2 separate regions of the Mus musculus genome follow, and region 2 is linked to region 1. Evidence: chromatin contacts called from public promoter capture Hi-C data. All regions are on one chromosome and are shown on one strand. The core of a region is the stretch at or near the end of the contact, and the rest is flanking DNA. Distances in the headings are between cores, read along the strand shown. Region 1 holds the start of Phkg2 (phosphorylase kinase, gamma 2 (testis)). Region 2 holds the start of Tbc1d10b (TBC1 domain family, member 10b).

Evidence for each region. Promoter capture Hi-C pulls out the DNA fragments that hold promoters and counts their contacts.
Region 2: a promoter capture Hi-C map of liver shows a contact between it and region 1, with 2.8 times the contacts expected there. The contact joins the promoter of Tbc1d10b here to the promoter of Phkg2 in region 1. A contact is called at or near these places in 6 of 39 promoter capture datasets (the C10 cell line, cranial neural crest, hippocampal neurons and 3 more), 1 of 484 Hi-C or Micro-C datasets (natural killer cells), 8 of 115 datasets of contacts at active chromatin or transcription factors (bone marrow-derived macrophages, double positive thymocytes, effector CD8 T cells and 4 more) and 4 of 9 other capture datasets (adipose tissue, liver, macrophages and 1 more).

What each region holds. Positions count from the first base shown.
Region 1 is chr7:127,571,217-127,575,532 of GRCm38.p6, forward strand. Phkg2 (phosphorylase kinase, gamma 2 (testis)) reads left to right here and starts at 2,132. Exons shown (of 10, transcript NM_026888.3): 1 at 2,132-2,240; 2 at 2,638-2,750. The coding sequence starts at 2,656.
Region 2 is chr7:127,206,454-127,210,338 of GRCm38.p6, forward strand. Tbc1d10b (TBC1 domain family, member 10b) reads right to left here and starts at 2,015. Exons shown (of 9, transcript NM_144522.5): 1 at 997-2,015. The coding sequence starts at 1,910. It also overlaps a transcript of Mylpf not described here.

The sequences.
Region 1 (4,316 bases), core at 882-3,381:
ATCAGCCATTTTGGAGTGTCCCCATACTTGTGGCAGACCCCATTCAGCAAGGAGACATGCTACCCTACAACAAATGAGATGACAGCTGGATCACTCTGAAGTTTTCTCTCTCAAAAATGCTGTTCTTTCAGAATTCTGAGCTTTGATTGCACTTCTTATTCATTGCAGGAAACATGCATCTGCCTGGACAGCAAGGTGGCACAATATTTCCTACCACACTGGGGCACAGTAATCATCCGGATAGCCCTTGCCCCTGCAGATGCTATACTGAGACCATTTCAGAAGTATGTCTCGTCCCCATAGTAGGGACATGGAACCGCATCTCCCAGCTAACTGTTGGGTTTGTGGGTTCCTGTTCATATGCCAATTGCTTTGTTTGACTTTACTGGAAAGATGTGAACAAACACTTATTCATCCCAGATAGGGCATACTGAAGGCCAAAGAAAGTCACTAACCACTGAGTTTATTTGGTTTTATATAGGAGCATAGTGACTCAAAAGCAGCTGCATCACCGAAAATCACTGTTTCTCCTTTATTCATCAGGTGAATAATTTATATACTTTCTCAATTTTTATACCCATCTCTCTCTCTCTCTCTCTCTCTCTCTCTCTCTCTCTCTCTCTTTTCAGCGCTTGGAGTTCTGCTTGGCCTTGTTCCTGCTGGGCAAGCATTCAATAGCTAAGCTCTATCCCAAGTCCTGCTGTCATCTTTAAAATATGTTCTAGTCAAGTATAATGAACATGCAGTAAACCCCACCTACTTAAAGTCTGTGAGTTAAATGGAATATCGGGAGGCTCAGGTTGTGATTCCTGACACATTATTGTTGTCCTTGGTCATTTCCCAAAGATCCCTGGTTCCTTTGTTTGCAACCAAGAGAAATCAGCATTTAGACTTTATACTAGCTTCTGTTTTGGGGGTCCTTTTAGAAATCAATACTGGAAAATATAAAATTATTTTTTAATCTGTTTTTCACCATTGCCCAAATTTTACCTGTAGTTCTTCCTCTAGTTCCAGATTTCATATTCTCATAGGAAGACTCTTCGGTTCCTAATTATATGAATACATTATTTTGACTAATTTCAGAATAATTATCCCCTGTGTACCAACAACAAACCTACTTAGGAAAGTTCAAAACTATTTTTGCAAGTTGTTAAAGTTAAGCTTGATGAGGAAAGGCTCTACAGTGACAGAAAGCAAAAACACTAAATTACTTGGTTTCCTTATAGAAAAAGCTGTTAGAAAATCATGCTGTAATCTAGGCGTCCTGAGCCTTAAATCCCAGCACTCAAACTGACTGATCTTTGGAGTTCCACCCCAGCCTGGGATACACAACGAATCCCTGACTAACAAGGGCTACATAGTGAGACACCGTCTAAAAAAACAAAAATTATCATTTCTCTTTTGCTGGACTGTAACCTTGAGGATTTGCTTTTTTCTTTGCTGTTACTCCAGAACCTTGGTTTTAGGATATGTCTGGCTTTGGAATTACTCTAGGCAGGACCTTAACAACCTTGTGTACTTAATGCAGGAGGGTCTGGGAGCAAGACGGTAGGAGTCTGTGACCCCAGGATGATGGACACTATCCTGAAAGCTCTAGTCAGGACCAAACGGCCAAGCTGCATATGCATTTTGTTTTGTTGTGTTTCTCAAAACAGTTTCTCTGTATAAACAGCCCTGCCGGTCCTGGAACTCACTTTGTAGACCATGCTGGCCTCCATCTCAAGAGATCCATCTGCCTGCCTCGCCTCCTAGTGCTGGGATTAAGCGTGCATGACCACACTTGTCTACACGCAGGTTTCCACAAAAAAAGGAATTTTGGAACAGGCTCTTACTATAATAAATGAGGATTCCAGAAGGAAACTAAAAGGGCCTTGTCCGAGGGCACGGTGAGGTAGTGCGGAGACATCACATTTCCGGTAACCTAACTTCCGTGTCTCTTTACAGACCAGCAGCACCAGGAGAGAAAAGCAAGTGCTACATGTTGATTGGCTGTTTTTCAGGCTCCTCCTCATGGTGGAGACCTTTTGGGGACTTCTAGCGCCAACGGCCTTGTCCGCCCTGGAATCCCGTCTTCCTATTGGACTGCCATTTTCCAATCGGAGGGTTTCTAATCCCTAGTTCTCAAACAGCAGGGGCCATTGGCTGCAATGATGGGGGCGGTGCCTTAGGTCGCTGTGGGAGCCTTACAGGTTAAAGCAAAGGAACAAACATAAACCAAGCAGCTGAGGGTCTTTGCGCAGGTTAGACTGTTCCCTCCTCACCCCCCTCCCCCCACCCTCCCTTCCCCCTCCCCGCTCGCACGGGTCATCCTGCTCGAGACCCCCGCGCCCCTCCCAGTGGACGCCAAGTGCGCTTGCGCGGTAACAGCCGCCCGCACTTGTGCCATTTCCCCCTTCTTCCGAGCCACCTTTCCCCCCTCCCGCCCTTCCCTATCCTCTTCCCTGCCCTGCTTCCCTCCCTCCCCCCTAGGCCCTTCGTTGTGGTCTCCCCGGTCCTGATCCTTCCCCTACCCCACCCCCAACCCCCAGGACCCTGGCGCCCCAGCCGCAGGTGCTGCGCCCCCGGGAGCCACGATGTGCATCCTCTCAGAACCTGTGGGCCTCCTTGCCCTCACTGCCCTCCGTTTCCTCCTCCCAGGCCCCCACATCCCTCAGAATGACGTTGGACGTGGGGCCGGAGGATGAACTCCCTGACTGGGCTGCGGCCAAAGAGTTTTACCAGAAGTACGACCCTAAGGACATCATTGGCAGGTGAGCCTTCACAGCTGAAGCATACACCGGCCCAGTGTAGTCAGCTCCCAGCCAGGAAATAAGGCTTCCTTCTGAAGACTGGATAGTTAGGAAGTGGACAGTGGAAAACAGTTAGTGACTTGGCTAGTATTCCGAGTTAACCCGCATTTTTTCCTCTATTCATCTATATTGTCAACAATTGTTTGTGGTCCAGACAACGGGAAGGTAGAAAATACCCATCACGTGAGCATTTCAAAGGTATCTAGTTCGAGAAGTAGGGGTCTGTAGAAAAGATGCTTGGAGCTGGGCGGTGGTGGTGAATGCTTTTGATCCCAGCAGAGGCAGGTGAATCTCTGTTGAGTTGACACCAGCCTGGTTTACAGAGGAAGTTCAAGGACAGCCAGGACTACACAGAGAAACCCTGTCGGGGAGGGGAGCAGGGATTGCTACTGTGATCGCCACCACAGATGCTTTATGGTTTAGTTTCAGAAGCATAGTGTATTGGTTATGTTGTGTTAAGCACCAAGAACACCGGGTGAGGGAGTGACAGAACAGGAACCCTGAGGAAGTTTCTGTCTTGGAAATGTTTCTATCTTTACATAATGAAAAAAAGATAAAGGTCGAAAGGAGCGTTAGGGGAAAAAATAAGTAGGCAGTAGGATTCAATCAACGGGGTCTCCACAGAGGAGGGGCTTTAGGAGACTTCTAAGAAAATGACAGGAGGGTTGGGGGAGGGGTGTTTGGTTGTTCATGGTGCTGGGGATTAAACTCAGGGCCCCATCCTAAGAGACAGTGCTTTACTACAGAGCCACATTCTCAGCTCCGAGGACTTGAGCTGAGACATAAAGTGTGAGAATAGGCTGGGGGGGGGGGGTGTCTTCTCATTTAGAGGGGGCAGTTAGTGCAGGGCTCAAGGCAGTGGCTAGACCATAGACAGAGTGGGGAAAGACAAGAAAGGAAGTGAGGAAAATGGGGCTTTAGGCCATGATGCGGACGCTTTCAGAGCGGTACCATGACGTGGAGCGTGCTTGTGAGCAGGGCGCTTACTCTCTGCGCTTGGGTTAACGAGGGTAAAAGCAGAGCCCACCTTCTAGTCTGCTGTGCATTTGGTGTGAGTTGGGGAATTGTGTTAGGACACTTGTGGTGGCACTTAAAACACTTAGAAATTTAAAAAGCTCTTTCTGGCCTTTATGTAGAGATAGGGAAGGGCTGGTGATGGTGACGCCTGGACTCGTGGCGATTGCAGAGCTGGAGAGAAGCAAGCAGGTGCAAGTGATGGCTTCAGAGGAGAGGGGATATCGGTCATAAGGAAGGGGAAAACAGGGGGACTTTTAAGGTCTTTATTTGAGCACCTGAATACCATTTACTGAAATGAAGACTTGAGGAAGGATTAGATTGGGGAATGGAGTGAACTAGTCAGGAGTTTTATTTTGGAAATACTAAGTTTGAGATACCCCGTGGATGGATAATGCTCTCAAGTGGGTTTGAGTCTGGATAACAACCATAAATGTGGAGGAGTCAACATTTAGAAAGGGGCACTAAGCAGGGACAGTGTAGAGAAGGGACGGGGCTGAGGCTCCTGGGTCA
Region 2 (3,885 bases), core at 765-3,264, 360 kb before region 1:
AAGTTTTGAATTTTGTTAGCTTACAAGCCCTGCCTGTATTCCTCTCCCACCCCACCCCCTGGTTCAGATCCTCAGGAGGATTCTCACACCCAGGCGCTCACAGAAGCCTCTCATCTCTAAGCTAAACCCAGCCAATTACACTGAGACTGTTTGGGCATTCCCTCCTGATGAGTGCCTTCAGTTAGTGGATTGAGTGAGTGCTCAGTTCAGAGCCGGGCTGCAGTGTCCTCAGGCGATGCTCCAGGCTGAGCTAACCAGGTACAGACCAGCAAGCAGGTTAGGGAGCACAGAAGCAATGGCCAGGCTCCAGAGAGAGAAGGAAGAAGTCAGGCTAATCACACTCACCCCCACCTTAGGAGTGACTCAGGCCCCTCCCTGGAAGGAACTAGGAAAGCTCAACTAGGGCAGGGGAGATGAGGAAATGGGGAAGAGGCCTCCCCCACCCTTTCCCTTCAATGAAAATACAAAACTGCCCTCTCACAAAAGCCCTGCCTTCAGGGTCTCTCCTCCATCAAGCAGACTTTCTCACCCCACTATTCTGCCTACAGATACCCCCCCACACCCACTGCTACTCTGAAGGCATCCCTCTTGCCCTCAGAGATCTAAGATTTCTGCCAGAATCCTCGCCCAACCAACTTTCCAGAATGTCTGGCCTTTTTAGTTAATAGTTTCATACCAAGCAGCTGGCATCTTAGCTGCTTAGTAGGTATCAGCTCATTCAATCCCTCTCTTCATAGAGGAAACTGAGGCATAGAAACAGGGACACCACTAGCTCAAGGACACGGGCCTAGGCAAGGTCTAGGCTTAAATCGAGACGACTGCCTTGATCCCTGGTCCTCAGCTCTGAAGTCATAGAAACCCCAGGATGCTCTGGGCACTGCAGCTCCTGCTAATGACTCCCTGGGCCAGGGCTGGCCAGGTGCATCCCCTCCCCGCCCCTCCCCTCCCCCTACGCGTCCCCAGGCAGCCCCCACGGGGTGCCCACTGTGTACTCACAGGCTGCCTGAGTACTGGCTGCCCCCAAGGAAACCATACTTGTCCGTCTTGCGCAGGGCCATCCCATTTATCTCCGAGTCTGAACCCATGGAGCTCACATCATCCGGCAAGGACTCCAAGGTCCCTGACATGAGGCTCACGGAGTCCAAGTAGCTCAGGGTGTCTGGGGCCTGACCCCGAGGCCCCGAGATGCCAGGTCCTAGACTGGACGTGGAGCCCAGGTCTTGAAAGTTTTCAACAGGCTCCGGAGCTGGGGTCACTGTCACCACAGCCACCGGAGTCGGAGCCGGAGCCTCGCATGTCCCGGGAGGGCCTGTGACAGGCCCTGAGGGGTCCTCAGGCACCGACCCTGCTGATGCTGAGGTCGCAGCTTCATGCCCACCTGCCACCTGTCCTACTCCACCCCGTGCAGTCACTCCTGAAGCCACTGTGGTCCCCGGCTTGGGGGCAAGCGGGGGTTTGGCAGTCAGGGCTCCAGGCGCCATTCTGGAAGGTGTCCGAGTGGGGGTCCCTGGTCCTGGGACAGGAGAGGCTCGAACCTCTTCCGTCTTTTGAGTGTCTGTCCCCAAAGCCAAAGCCACCGACGTCTCGGCTCCTGTTTCTGCCGCTGGTGCGGGGAACTCTTGCGTCTTCGCGGCTTCGGGTGAGGCCTCCAGGGTCAGCATCACTACCGTGCTGCTCGTAGCTGTCGTGGGTGTAGAGGCCGAGGTCTGTGATGATCCTGGGACGCAGGCGGGCCGAGCCTCCCCGGGGGCCACCAATTCGACTGGGGCCGAAGTGGCTGTAGTCACTGGCGGTCCCGGTTCCACCACTAAGTGCGATCCGGCCCGGGAGCCCCGGGGCGGGGGCGAAGGGGCAGCGGGGGCGCCGTGGCGGCGCGGCGGGGCCACAAGGGGCGCCGGACCCGTCTCCATAGCTGCGGGCGGCCCCTCACATCCCCCCGCCGGGGAGGCCGCAGAAGGCGCCGCCCCTCAGGCCGCCCGGAGCAGCCCGCCGGGGCTGCAGAGAGGGCGAAGGGCGCGGCTCGGCGCGCGCCGGGGGCGGGGCGGGACCCGGCGGCAGGCGGCGGGCGGCGCGCGCAGGCGGGGCAAGGGTCGACGGCGCTCGCGCCGGGGTCTCCCGGCCTCTCACCCTACTCGCGCGCTCGCGCCGCCCCCTCCCAGCGAGGGGCCGGCTGCCGACGTCGCGCCTGCGCAGACGCGGAGGAGCAGCCACTGTCCCGGCGAACTACGCCTGCGCGAGGAAAGGCCCTCCCGCACCCCTCCTTTTTTTTTTTTTTTTTTTTTTTTTAATCTCCCGCCCCCTCTATAAGACCAGGACGGATAATAGGAGAGAGAAAACTGAGTTCCTGCCAATCGATGGAAGGGTGGGTGGGGTTAGAGGCGGGAAGAGGGTGGGTACTCGAGAAAGAGGAAGTGAAGAAGGCAGAGGCAGGACGAAGAAAACAAGCAATAGAAAAGAGAGATCCTGAGCATCCAGGCCAATAAACACAACTGAAGAGAGTGAGTGACCGCAGAAGGGCGGGGAATGAGGCTGGTGTTGGGCAGTAAGAGGCAGGGACTAGGAACTTGTTAGCCAATGGAAATGGTGAAAAGGGAACCAAATTAAAAAGGGGGGCTAGGCAGTCAAATTGACTGACGGTCACGTCTATTCCTGTGATGACAGCATCAGCAGTCAATAGAAAGAGCCGAAAAATTCTTAGACTTCCTGAGATGATCAGGAAGGAATGACAACCAGGGAGAGGCGGGCTTAACTTGTGATTAACTTGTTAGCCAATGACTGTCCTTCTCCACTTTGCATAAGAGTAGAAATAGATAACATTCTCTGCTTCTAGGGCCAGGGATGCTGCCAGCAGGCGGTGCCAGAGCAAGAATAGTCAGTGACAACCAGAGACAAGCGCGAGAGGAGGTGACAACTGGGGACATCACTGAGAAGAGCCTGGAGCATCGGTGCGGCTCCTAGCCAATAAGAGTGCCGCGCTGGCCTTCTTGGGTTTCCAAAAGAGCCCCTGTTCATTCAACTCCTGAGCTGCACCACAAACCCAGTGCCCTCATCAGTACTCTCTACCTCGATGTGTCTAGTTAGACTATAGTCAGTCCTCTGAAAGACTCATCTCTCAATTCCCTATTTCAGGCAGGAACTCAGACCAGGTTTCTCTAAGTTCTCATGTACAAACTCAGCTTCTCCCCCCCCCCCCACCTCCACCCCGCCGCCGCAAACACTGCAATTTCTGAAACCCATATCCTCTGAGCACTACTTCACTCTCCCGGCTTGTGGGTGGAGGTCCCATCTCAGAACCCAAATCCATGAATCCTCAATACCATGAACCCTCCTCTTTGAAGGATTCAAGAACCAAGCCGTATTGTTATCCACTTCTCTTAGTACTCATTAGCTACTAACTACAAGACCTGACGTTATGAGTTCTAACCTTCCAGATTCTTCTTTTTTTGTTTTGTTTTTTATTTATTTATTTATTTATTTATTTTCAAGACAGTGTCTCTGTGTGGCCCTGCACGTCTGTCCTGGAACTCACTCTGAAGACCATGCTGGCCTCAAACTCAGAGATCCGCCTGCCTCTGTCTCCTGAGTTCTGAGACTAAAGGCCACCGCTGAACCAGGAACCTTCCCACTTCTAAACACTGCTTCCTCTGTTCTCATTCTCTTGAGCCCCAGGATGAGTGGACTACCAAATCCATAAGGCCACTCTCAAAATCCTAGTGAGACCTAGCTCTCAATGTCCCTATCCCTTTCTGTCTTTTGAAGCTCCTTAGTCTTGTCAGCTTACTTTCCCGCTTCCAGCTCTGACCCGGACCCGGTGAGGACCTGTCAGATCTTCTTTTCATAACTTCTCCATCTTCCCCTTTGATTCAAGTTTACTGAGAAGTCCAC